2 separate regions of the Sus scrofa genome follow, and region 2 is linked to region 1. The links are chromatin contacts, called in public HiChIP or PLAC-seq maps. All regions are on one chromosome and are shown on one strand. The core of a region is the stretch at or near the end of the contact, and the rest is flanking DNA. Distances in the headings are between cores, read along the strand shown.

Region 1 (6,717 bases), core at 1,365-3,864:
AACTGTTAAGAGTATTTCTAAAAGAAAACTCTAGGGAGTTCCTATTGTGGCGCAGTGGAAATGGATCCAACTAGTATCCATGAGGATTTGAGTTCAATCCTTGGCCTCAATTAGTGGGCTGGGAATCCCGAGTTGCTGATGCAGCTCAGATCTCGCACTGCTGTGGCTGTGGCATAGGTCAGTAGCTACAGCTCTGATTCGACCCTTAGTCTGGGAACTTCCAAACAAAACAAAACTCTACAGATTAATACCACCTTGTATTACATTTGCATAAATTTAAGTACTAATTAAAAATAAGACAACATATTAATAACCATTCTAAATGTACATATTTTAATCAGGTTTTTCCCATTTCATTCCTTTTTATTTTTTATTTTTTTGGTCTTTTTAGGACCACACCTGGGGTATATGGAAGCTGCCAGGCCAGGGGTTGAATCGTAGCTGCAGCTGCTGGCCTACATCACAGCTCACAGCAACACCAATCCTTAACCCACTGAACGAGGCCAGGGATCTGCATCCTGATGCATCCCAGTTAGGTTGATTTCCACTGGGCCAGAAATAGGAACTCCCTATTAGCTTTTTTTTTTTTTTTTTTTTTTTTGTCTTTTTGCCTTTTCTAGGGCTGCACCTGTGGCATATGGACGTTCCCAGGCTAGGGGTCTAATCGGAGCTGTAGCCGCCAGCCTTCCCCAGAGCCACAGCAATGAGGGACGGGATCCGAGCCGCATCTGCGACTTACACCACAGCTCAAGACAATGCTGGATTCTTAACCCACTGAGTGAGGCCAGGGATTGAACCTGCAACCTCATGGTTCCTAGTTGGATTCGTTAACCACCGAGCCACGACGGGAACTCCCTCCCTATTAGCTTTTAAGAAAAGGATATTTTTGGGAGTTCCCATCATGGTGCAGTGGAAACGAATCCAACTAGGAGTGATGAGGTTTACTTCCTGGCCTCCCTCAGCGGGTCAAGGATCCAGGTTGTGGTGTGGGTTGCAGATGAGGCTCGGATCTGGCGTTTCTGTGGCTGTGGTGTAGGCTGGCATCTACCGCTCCGATTAAACTCCTAGCCTGGGAACCTCCATATACTGAAGGTGTAGCCCAAAAAAGACAAAAAGACCAAAAGAAAAAAAGAATAGGAAATTTTTGGAGTTCCCATTGTGGCTCAAAGGAAACGAATCTGACTAGTATCCATGTGGCTGCAGGTTCGATCCTTGGCATCGCTCAGTGGGTTAAGAATCTTGGATCCCTAGTTGCTGTGGCTGTGGAGTAGGCCAGCAGCTATCGCTCCAATTTGACCCCTAATCTGGGAACCTCCATATGCCACCAGTGTGGCCCTTTAAAAAAAAAAGGGTGGGGGATATTTTTTAAATACTCCCAATATTACCCCAGAATAAAATTACCTGCTTCATATAGATACTTTGGAAGTTGTGTTGTTTTACCACTTCCTGTATTTCCAGTAACAATAAGGAATGAATTGTCCCTCACAGCCTGAATAAGTTTTTTTCTTTGTTTTTGAATAGGAAAAGTTGGAGTAGTTCCTCCCTCCTGTGATGTGCATCCTTTCTCTTCTGTAATAACAACAAAAAAGTTTATAAATTAAAAGACCTGTAAAAACATCACTAACTCAATTTCTCAGAAATGAAAAGAGAACGACAATAGAATTTCAGGGCTAGAAAGACTCAAACCATGACTTCTCAGTTAAATCACTCACATCCAATTTGCAAGTAAGGGTTTTTATAAGCCCAATGCAACTTTATAGTCAGCTCTAATAACTTGAGCATTTGCTAATGCATGACTCAAAGTATCTGCCAGAGTAAGCCTAGTATAAGGCAAAGTATTTGCAAACACACCTATACAGAAACACAAAAGCCAATTTTATTAAACAAAACACCCAAAACCGGAACACAGAAGAAAAACTCTCAGCTGAATTAAAAGCCACCTGTGTTTGCTTCTGATTCATGGTTCAAGTTAGGTCCCTGTTCAGAGTGACTGATATCCCAGAAGGCCAAGTGGTGGGTAACCATGGAAACTGGCTCCTGGAAACTGGCTCCCTTCATACCGTACCCAAAGGCAGGCTGGCGGCCCGACGAAGGGGCGGGGGGGGGGGGAAATGGGTAGAGAACAAAGGCTTTATGAGCCTATTTAAGAGCAGAACGCGTCTCTGCGCTGGGGTTCACTTTTTTGTACCCCAGTAGGGTTTTCACCCAACTTGCGTCTGGGACCGCCCCCCTCTAGACCAAAGTGCTCACTGGACGCAAAGTTCGGTTCCCGCTTGGAGGGCGACAAAAACGCTACAACCTCCACCCTACTCTTCTCTGCCTGCCTAAGGCAGACTTTTATCTTTCCCAAACCCCCCCATGCCCTAACTCCCGCTGGCCTCCGTAGTGTCCCGCGGACCGCACCTCTATCCGCGATGGTAACAGCCGAAGGCCGCTCTTCCTGAAGGTCTCTTGAGCGCTCACCTTCCTCCTGCCGCCTTGGCGCCCTGCCCGCGACGGCGGGAAACCGGGACATAGACCTGGCCCCAAGCGGAGGTGAGCACGTCCACCGATCTGAGGAGATGGGAGGGGAAAGGCGAAGACGCGCCCTGATGACGTCGAGGTGTTTACTTCCGCGCGTGCGACTCGAGCAAGGGGAGGGGCAGATGTTCGTTGACTTGGCGCGCGGCGGGCGAGCAGTTCCCCAACCCGCGCCACGCGGCTGCGAGCAGACGGTCCACCCCGGAGTGTCCTCCGCTGCCTGAAGGTGTACGCTGCGCGGGTGTTGTAAAGCCAGCCCCGAGGTCCGGAAGCGCTCCCTCCTGTTTCTCTTCTTATGCGCAAAAGGGCACGGGACACCTTTTTGCTCAGTGGTCCCTGCAAGCCTAGCCTACCTTCACACACCTAACGTTATGTGACCGTTTGCCAGGAGCTGGAACCTTACTAGAGGTGTTCCATAATATTGTCACTTTGCGTATCCTGAATTGACCCGTTTAAGGCATACATCCCACGAGTTGCAGAGCCGAACTTCTGGTTCCATAGGATCCAAAACTTACGTCGCATACGCTCTACATTCCCTTCGCAGGATCCTGCATTTTAATTTATTTCCATGTTTATTTTCTTTCCCTTTTCCCCAAATAGATGCAAGCGCGGCAACTTCAGAAAATCATGGAACGTTCAGCCTGGCAAAGTGATTCGAAGTGGGCTGGTTTTTGAATTTGCTGGGTGGATGAGTGAATGATTGATCTGCAGAGGAGTTAAGCTCACTTTTAATGGCTGTGGGTTCCTTGGAAACCACAAGCGCTGAAAAGTTTAAAAGATATACAACAATCAAGGGTGGGGTGACTTTTTCAGAAAGGCAATTTGGGGAGCAGTCTTCCTGACATAGAACCTTAAAATTTTGTTAAGTGATGTCAGTCGTAATAACAAAATCTGTGCAAGAAGGTTGTTTTCCGACTTTTCAACCATTCCTACTGTTAGAATTAACCAACACTGGAGTTCCCATTGTGGCTCAGCAGTAGCAAACCCGAACTGGAGGCGGGTTCCATTCCTGGCCTCTCTCAGTGAGATCTGGGTTATGTAAGGATACTGCGTTGTGGTGAGCTGCAGACCTGGTGTTTTTGTGGCTGTGGATCTAGCGTTGCTGTTGCTGTGGTGTAGGCTGGCATAGATGCAGCTCTGATTGGACCTGGGAACTTCCATATGCCGAAGGTGCAGCTGTAAAAAGGATAAAAAAAAAAAAAATGAACCAACACTTACAGCTGAAGAAAACAATGCAAGCTGTCACTGTGCATTAACTAAAGGCTACTACTCTCCTATCTGACCAACCTTCAGATGATGTCATTGGACCCCAAGATTTTTCTGTGCTCATTAAAAATTTGTGAATACCAACTCCTTTTAGAGGGGACGGGTTAACATCTCTGAAAATGCAAGTTTGTCATATTTTGAGTGAGAACAACTTTCTAACAAATTTATATCGCCAAAGCCTGGGAGCTACAAGAATAAATCTGGTAAGAGAAGGACATCCCAGATTTTTCTCATCCTTTAAGAGAATCTCCCAACCTCCCAGATTCTGTTAGAAATTCAAAATATTCAAATCACGAGTTGTGGCTCAGTATAGTAGGTTAAGGACGTTGTCTCTGGGAGAGTGTAGGTTCCATCCCTTGGCTCACTCAGTGGGTTAAGGATCCAGTGTTGCTGTGAGCTGTGGTGTAGTTTGCAGACCTGGCTTCAATCCCGAGTTGCTCTGGCTGTGGTGTAGGCCAGAAATGGCAGCTCCAATTCGATTTGACCCCTAGCTTGGGAACTTCCATATGCTGCAGGTGCAGCCCTAAAAAAAAAAAAAAAAAGGAAAAGAAAGAAAATAACCATTATACTATAATGGGAGATGGAATTCTCTAAATCTTGGTGGCTAATACATTTTCTTCCAATGTTTGTAAATCAGCTATTAGAGAATGACTCTGTTCTCATGTGAGAACCACCTAGTGAGAGTATCCAGAATAAAACCTGCAAGCCAAGAATAAAGAAAAGTAAAAGTGAAAAACTCAAATGTTGATTTTAAAAATCAAGGAAATTTAGGAGTTCCTGTTGTGGCTTAGTGGCTAACGAATCCGACTAGGAACCATGAGGTTGTGGGTTCAATCCCTGGCCTCGTTCAGTGGGTTAAGGATCCGGCATTGCTGTGAGCTGTGGTGTAGGTTGCAGATGCAGCTCGGATCCCGAGTTGCTGTGGCTCTGGTGAAGGCCGGTGGCTACAGCTCCGATTAGACCTCTAGCCTGTGAACCTCCATATGCCGCAGGAGCGGCCCTAGAAATGGTAAAAAGACAAAACAAAACAAAACAAAACGAGGACATTTAAAATATGTTGCCATTAATATGCTCAGGGCTATTGCATATTGAAAGATCAACAATTATTTCCTGCCTAGTGAGTTTACAAACTACAGTGGCAAACAAGATACAAACATAGGATGAAAATGGAAAGTACATGAGTTGGATCTGAGAAGAAAAGTCAGTGTTCCCAGCAACATTGAATCTATTTCATGTTATCTTTGGGTCACAAGGAAAACCTGAAAGAAATGATATGCAAAGAAGTAAGAGAAGTATACCTTGCACCCTACTGCTATTGCTCATAATCAGTCTTTCAAAATGTTACTGAATCAAAGCAACCTGCTTCTGAGCATCCGAAAACAGGAAGGAGTCTCAATATTAAAGATTTACCAAAATGGAGTAGAATTTTTAACTCTTCTTCAGAAAAGAAAGGAGAGTATAGAATTTTAATGAAATTTTAATAAAATTTTAAAATTTTAATGAAATAACTGGAGCAGAAAGGAAAGTTCTCAAAGATATTAGTACAATAAAATCCAGAAAGTCAAAAACACCAGATAAATGGCAATATGTAAAGAGCTAATTATAACAGTAAGTCAAGAAAAGAGAGTGAGCAATGGTGTCAAAGTACATGAATTTTTTTTTAATCCATGAATTTCACTAAAACAATAGTTGTTTTGGTAAAGAGAAGCAGAAAGGAGCCAGATTGTAAGTGGGTGGGAAGAGAATTAGCAAACTGAAAATGTATGTAAGGCATTGGGAGATGTCTAATTAGAATCAGCTAAGGTAAATGAAAGGAGAGAAGAGAATAGCCTGAAAAAGATGCTGCTGCTACAGTGTTTGTGTGATGATTCACAGTCAGTGGAATTATTGGGGTACAATTAGAACATGTGTTTAGGAGAATTGAAATAGAGGTACTGATGAGGGAGAAAAAGCAATTTCAAATTTTGAGAATGGATGCAGGCCTGGAGGAGAGAGAACAAACTTTTAGTCAAAGTAGGTATAATAAATCTTCATTTGTGTCAGAATTGTATCACAAAACATGAATCTGACTGGTCCTCTGTATTTCCCTGCTTTATTTCTCTTACTTGTAAATGAAGGGTCTTTCTTCCTCCCCAGCCCTCACCAGAGCAAAAAGGCCAAGATCAGAGCCTTCTGTGCATTCTTGAAGAACTAGTTATTACCTCTCTCAGACAGGAAAGACTAAGCCTAGAGATGGCAGATGGAAGGGAGACTGTAATGAGAAAGGGAAAACAGATTGGAGGAATAAAAAGCCCTCAGAGTGAGAGGGCTTTCATTAGAAAGTTCTAGTGGAAGGAATTCAAGAAGATGAGCCCCCTTGGAGCTCCCGTTGTGGGTCAGAGGAAATGAACGTAGGCCTGGAAAGAGAGAGGGGAGCTTGTAAATTCTGGAAGGAATGGAAGCATGAAGAAGAAGCTCAATCCCTAAACCAGGTAAAGTTAGACAGAAACAATATGAGTGAGGTAGTGGACCCCATGCCACTATTACATATTCTATTAATGTGCCTGTAGGATGTTATCGATTTAGACATTTGGAAGAAAATAGATGAGCATATCATAGAACTTATAGAAGAAGCCGCCTTGGGAGTTCCCATCATGGCTCAGTGGTTCATAAATCCGACTAATATCCATGATGATACGAGTTCAATCCCTAGCCTTGCTCAGTGGGTTAAGGATCCAGTGACTGTGGTGTAGGCCAGCAGCTACAGCTCCAATTTGACCCCTAGTCTGGGAACCTCCACATGCTGTGGGTGCCGCCCTAAAAAGGCCAAAAAAAAAAGTACCCACATTTTAGTGCGAAAGTAAAAAACATCATCATCATATTTTCTTCTCTCCCTCCCTGCCGCCCCTCTCCCGCCCTTCCCCCTTTTCAGTGTCCAGATATTAAGATCTG
Region 2 (6,645 bases), core at 3,010-5,509, 68 kb before region 1:
AAATTTTATACTGATTACATGTTGAAATTACAACTTTTTTTTTTTTGTCTTTTTTGTCTTTGTTGTTGTTGCTATTTCTTGGGCCGCTCCCGCGGCATATGGAGGTTCCCAGGCTAGGGGTCCGATCGGAGCTGTAGCCACCCACCTACGCCAGAGCCACAGCAACTCGGGATCCGAGCCGCGTCTGCAACCTACACCACAGCTCACGGCAACGCCGGATCCTTAACCCACTGAGCAAGGGCAGGGAACGAACCTGCAACCTCATGGTTCCTAGTCGGATTCGTTAACCACTGCGCCACGACGGGAACTCCCTGAAATTACAACTTTTGGGGCATACAAAGTTAAAACCTGTAGGTTTTTTTTCTTAACTTTTAAGATAGCCATTGGAAAGAGTAAAAAATAGAAATGTTGCTCATATTTTTCTACTGGATGGGACTGGTCTCTACAACCTCCAAGCCCCTGACCTGTCTACTCTACCACATTATTAATCACACTGTAAACCAGTGAAAAGTCACTTCTCAGGCCAAAGTTCAACAGAAAAAAAAAAAAAAAGAAAAAGAAAAAGGCACACTAGGATACAGTATAACTTCTCCTAAGGCCAAGAGGAGAAAATTTTTTCTTTTGTATTTAGTGTCAGAAGACCCAGGTTCAAATCCCATTCTGACAATGTTCCCTTGGGCACTAGTTTGAGTCTCACTTTCTCCAGCTGTTTAAGAATGATGTCTGGGGGATTAGGTGAAGACTTGGAAGCACCCAGCCACATTCACATGACACAACAGACTCTCACAAGAAAAGAAGTCTGCTGCTCCTGCCATTCACTAGTCATTGTTCACCACTTCCCAAAAGAGACAATATTCAACTAGCACAATGTTCTAAACACATAAATACGGGTAGCCAGATAAATCTTCACTCTTATAAACACGTGAGTATGGCTGTAATAAATAATGCAGTCCAATGTCATAGTCAATAGCCTTAGGTAGCTATTTATATTAATTAAAAAGAAATAAAAGTAAAAAAACTTAGTTCTTCAGTCACACTAGTCACATTTCAAGTTTTCAATATGAGTACGTAGCTAGGATAAATTTTCATCATGGAAAAAGTTCTATTGAATAGTAATTCTCAAAAAGCAAAAGCCACACAGTAACAGTGATAGAAAAACATCTTGTTAAATATAATTCAAATACCATGTCAACTATCATCAGGTTAAGGTTCCTGAAATCATGTATTGCAATAAACACCAAAATGAAAACGACTGTGATTCTACACAGAGTTCCATGTCTTAAATTATTTCCTGAACAAAGTGAAAAGAAGTACATTCACTAGAATTAGCCACACCCCTTTAGGCTGAGTAAACTGACCATTAGGAAAATTCTGAAAAATCTGATACATCTTAATTTAGAAGCTATTCCTAGAGTAGACTGCAGCATAATTCCAGGCAGTACATCTCTTCCAGATAGTACAGTTAAGCATACAACATATCCCAGTAATATTTAGCATTGTTTTCTCTCTGCAAATCAAAATAACCATAGCAAGGACCCCTACCATTGAATTCACAACACAGTCCACGTCTGTATTTACAAGTCAAAGGGAAAATCACAGGGTAGGGAGATTTTTAATTGCAGACTCAAGAAACCTGGGAATACAGCAGAATGTATCAATCGGCATAAAAATACCTGAACCAAAAAATGAGAATTGCAGGCAACATTATACATAGCCTAGGATTTTTTTTCAGAACCTGCATTCTAGCAAAATCTTGCTCAACAGGCATTCATCTGTTCACTGCCATTAGCGTAAACATCCCCAAAAAGAAAAAAACTTTCACAACTATTTAATAGTCACTTGATGCAGTTCTGAGCCTTGATGGATGCTTTATCTGGCCAACAGTTCACCTTGTGAAGCTTTCACAGGCTAACTCTACACTCAAATTCCTCAATTCCAATTTCCAATTTTTATCCTAAGTGTTTCAGAAAGTATTCTGCTCCTAGCAAACTGGCAGGCAGTCAGAAGTCAAAAACCTAAGATGCCAATTAAAATAATCCTTATTAATTTTTATAAAGGGAAGGGACACTAATGAGAAGTCAGGCGTTATCCTGGAAGAGGTTGGTGATTAGGGCCCTGTGCAATCAATCATTATCAGCTGGAGTATACAGTCACCTTAGCATGCTTAAGCATGGCATATATATTGCTCAAAAAAATGAATGACTAAATTCTTCAAATACATTTGCGAGGTTACTTTACATTCTTCAAATTATTTGAGAAGGAAATGGCTTCACTTAAGTATTTGCAAAAACACTGAACCACTTAGAAATTAGACCCGTATTAAATCTGTCTTCAATTAGTGACAAGGTTGGAGTTCCATCTTTGGGATTATTCAACAATCTTGTCTCCTCTTTAACAAAAATGAAAAACTATTGTTCAAAACACCACTAGTCAAGAAATAAGGTTTACTAGTGGGTGGGCTATACCTCTGCTTTGTAATACAAACAATCGTAACTGCTTTTTTTCCTGTATGATTTTACAAACTTGTCTGCAGGAAGATTACAGTCCAGAAGCACTTTAGTCTGAGGACAAGGCTGTGTTTTCCCCTCAAACATTACTTTCCTAACCCCTGACAATCACTTACACCCCCGCCTTAAGAGAAGAAACCACAGCAACTAAAATTTGGATTGAGCATTAACAACTTCTGTATCCATTTTTCCACATAATGTTTTTTAACCTTTTGTAAAATAGTGTTCTACTACATCTGATAACCAAAGATAGCTGAATAAAGTGTATTCCTTAACTCATTTTTTGAGGAGATGATTATATTTCAAGACTTAAAGGAAAAGAAGTCTTGGTGATGCAAGTGTTACCTGTAAAAAAATTATTATGTTGGTAGTCAGAATATTAAACTTTTTTATTAACAGTAATCCTTTATGTATAACAATGGCAAGTAGAAAATAAAATAGCCTTCAATAGTAAAGTGTCCAAAAGGTCACTAGTATTAGTGTCACATCATTCCACTGGTACCTCTTTTGTAATAATAACATTACAAAATTAGTCCTTCAAATGACTGAACTGAGGCAGGCCTCTTTAAGGAAGTAACTGGAAAGAAAGCCTATTTTATGGATAAATTATTTCAGCCAAAGTAGAACCAGGAAAATTGGAAGCTCAAAAGAGACTTAATTCAGTCAAGCCCTCCAACGATCACCTGCCTGGGCCCGCCACGGGCATGTTGCCAGATAAGACAGTCTGTTGCCTACAGGATAATGCACCATGGGGAAGAACTCTAGAAGCTACTAAAGGAAGCCAACGGCAGACCAAATAACCTTGCATATCTCCGGGCAGGTGTGCTCTATCTCCAGGGCTCATTCAATTCCATGCAATCCTGAGGGAGATACTCAGGGCAAGCCAACTACCCGCTGGACCAGCAGACCCCAAGATAACCTCTGGACAACTCTTTTTCTCCCTTCTAGAAGCAAAGAGGGAATAAAAGCCACACCATTCCCAGAGAAATCAAAAAAGGGGAGAAAAGCCGAGTTCTCCTAGAAAACTTGATCCCACACACTCTGCGACTGACACCGCCCTGAGAAATATGTTCCCCCATTCTATCCTCCTTTTCCTTCAGTGACCTTCTCTGTTCCTACAGCCTCAGGGAAGGCGAGAGACATGCCACCGCCGTCCCCCCCCCCCACCCCACCCCAGGGAAGGTGCCTTTCCTGTTGAGAGCCGCAGAGGGAGGAAGAAAAAAGGCTGCTCCTCCCCAACCCACCCGCGCCACAACTCCAGGGTGCAGACACGAAGGGGAAATGGTAAGAGAGAGAGCAATGGGAGGTGACAGTCCTGCACTGGCCTAGGGGATAAGAATTCTTGCTCTACAAGAAACGCGGGAGAACCCTTCCCCCGCCCCCAACCTACCCAAATGAATGAACTGGATAAAACCGGGGGGTGGAAAGGTTAGTATGCGCAGTTCTTGTCATCCAGGAAGCGAAGATGAAAAAGCCTTCAAATCCAGGCCTGGCCTCGCTCCCCTATGTACCCAGACTCGCGTCCTTTCCATCCAAGCCCCCACATCATTTAACCCTTTAAGCTTTCCAAATAGTGCCCCCATTCTCCATCTACCCCAGGAACCGATTACCACCCCCCCATTCTACCCTTTTTGCTTGGGCTCAGACTCCAACTTCTTCCTTCCTACCGCCCTCTCTACATAGCCTTCACCAGCCAGGGCCCCACCGCACCTGAAGATGCTCCTGAAAACGAATTGGCAGAATCTGGGCCATGGCGCTGTCGGGGGGTATGGTCTCCTCCTGTCACTGGGGCTGCGGGGCAGTGGCTGCCCAGGCTCTCCAAGGGAGAGGAGGAGAAGGGGGAGGGGGAAGGCTGGGCTCGGCAGGATAGTCTCCGGGGACGCAGGAAACTGGCAGGCAGACGAAAGAGCTCAGGTCGGGGGCGGAGGCTCCAGGGTCCGGGAGAGCCGCAATGGCGGAACCGGGCGCAGCGCAGACTCCGGAAACGGCTGAGCCCTGCGGAGGGATCCTGGCGACAGAACTCCGCCCAAGTTGCCTCACCCCCTCCGCCTTATGTACCCCTCCACGGAGTGCCGCGATACAGCGGAGGCGCAGGAATTTGGGGCGCAGTGCGCTAAAAGCCTCACTTACTGCTACGACACGGTGGTAAATAGAGGACTCGAAGGGACTACTTTTTTAGCCTCATCACTTTCCCCGGCCGCCTGCTTTCCCTCCACCCTCCCCTTTTTTTTTGCATTTTGCCACATCATGCGACTAGGGGCGACTAACGTCATTTCCGTGGGCGCTTTAGGTCCCACCCACGTACTTCCGGGTGCACGTGATGCTGGTCGGGAAAGGTCGGCTGCTTACTGCTAGAATGCAGCGCGAATTTTAGGGAAGTGCGGCGTCTCCTGGGAATGAGGTGGCTGTTGGGCCGCCTTGAGGAACGGCGGTGCTGGTCCCTTCCCCTGTGGGCCTTACCTATTTAAACCGAGTCCCCTTACGAAGAAGACGTGGCGTGGGCAGATGGGCCCAGCCTCCCGCCCTCTCCGTGACTCAGGGAAACCGCCTCCCTGCAGAGCGCTCCTGGCAGCCGGCTGCGGCGCTCCTCCCCCGCCTAGTTTCATGTGGTGGGTGGTTTGTTACTTCCCAGGGAGGAGGGTATGAAATGGGGTTTAAAAACCCTCTCTGCACTTGTGCACGCCCTTCTGCCGTTTGCAAAAGCTGACGCTTGGGTTCTAACTAGAACTAGTAGTCTCTTCGGATATTAAACAGTTGGTTCACAGGACAGTGAAAGTCATTTATGAGTATCTCAAGCTGGCCTTGTGATAGCCTTTCTTAACGTTTCTGCGGACATTTTGGCGGACGTGTATATGGGTCTAGCTTCGTAATAAATCGTGTTGAAGAATTGTAGTGTCATGAATACACTTAAGAATTGGACTAAAATTGTAGTAGGAGGGTTTTTTAAAGTCATGTCTAGTAATGAGCCTCAAAGATTTCTTAAAGATAGTATGTAAAAACCTCGGTGTGGTTAATGTACACGCTTGGAGAAAGGGATTAACTATTACTGGTCTATTTCCCTGGGACCACCTGAACACTGTAAATTAGCAGTTTGGGGATGCAAGAGCTTCAAAGGGGGAGCACCGCGTCTTCTAACAGCATTAAGGTATCTAAGGTATTCATTATCGATTAATAAACTTCCCAGTACTTTATTGCTAAAGTATAAGCTGTAATATTGCATAATAGCCCAAATACAATAAAGTGAATTTTGTACTTTTCATCTTGTAAGAGATGTGATTGTTTTTCCAGAAAGATCTTGAAAAATTCAAGTACACATTAATTAGTGTCCTTTTCAGTTAAATATAAAACCCTATTAGGTATACAATAATTTTGTGTGTTAAGCAGTTTTGCTTAAAGAAATTTGCTTAATCATTTAAATTGCTTTAAATGTTTTTCCCAAAGTATATCTCACATACTGAGGATGAGAGAAGAATCTTTGGCCGGTAAGGCAGCAGACTGTTCTGCAAAGAAAAGCTTTGCCACCATGTCGTCAGAGTGACTATTTATGCTTGGCAAAATTTCATTGTGTTTTGTTAAGCCACATACTTGAAGATGTTTTGTATTCTGCAACATTTGAAATTACTTTCTGATACCAGTTTAGTAGTAGCTGCTTTGAATCTTTTTTGGAAGTAGACAAATTCTAAATTAAATATCTAAAGGTGTTTTATTACAGTAAAAGCAATAGTTTAATCAAGTTATATTTCCAGTTTCAGAATCTGGAATACAAGAGCTATGTCGTGAACCAATTACCAAAATTTTTATTAATAACTGGAATACAAGAGCTATGTCATGAACCAGTTACTAAAATTTTTATTAATTTTTATTAAATTTTTAATAATAACTTGCATTTTCAAACAGACCGTAATGTTAAATAATTTAGAATTCCCCAAAGTAATTGATTTTAGCTTGAGTATTTAGTGTGGAATAGCTAAGCAAAAGTGCACTGAGATTCTGTTAAAGTGACTGCTGTGTCATCACACACAGAAATCTAATAAATGCATTGTTTTCAGAAATCATTTAGAGAGAAGAAAAATAGATTTAATACGCCCGCTCATTTCGAATACTGTGTCCTTCAAGACGATAAATCAAAAGGTTTTCA

Evidence for each region. HiChIP or PLAC-seq counts read pairs in DNA pulled down with a chosen protein or histone mark.
Region 2: an H3K27ac HiChIP or PLAC-seq map of alveolar macrophages shows a contact between it and region 1. The contact joins the promoter of CLTC here to the promoter of DHX40 in region 1. A contact is called at or near these places in 2 of 47 Hi-C or Micro-C datasets (liver and skeletal muscle) and 2 of 2 datasets of contacts at active chromatin or transcription factors (alveolar macrophages and skeletal muscle).

The regions. Positions count from the first base shown.
Region 1 is chr12:35,777,451-35,784,167 of Sscrofa11.1, reverse strand. DHX40 (probable ATP-dependent RNA helicase DHX40) reads right to left here and starts at 2,614. Exons shown (of 18, transcript XM_005668994.3): 1 at 2,464-2,614; 2 at 1,402-1,569. The coding sequence starts at 2,515.
Region 2 is chr12:35,846,995-35,853,639 of Sscrofa11.1, reverse strand. It overlaps CLTC (clathrin heavy chain), which reads right to left and starts at 4,259. Exons shown (of 32, transcript NM_001146127.1): 1 at 4,218-4,259. The coding sequence starts at 4,259.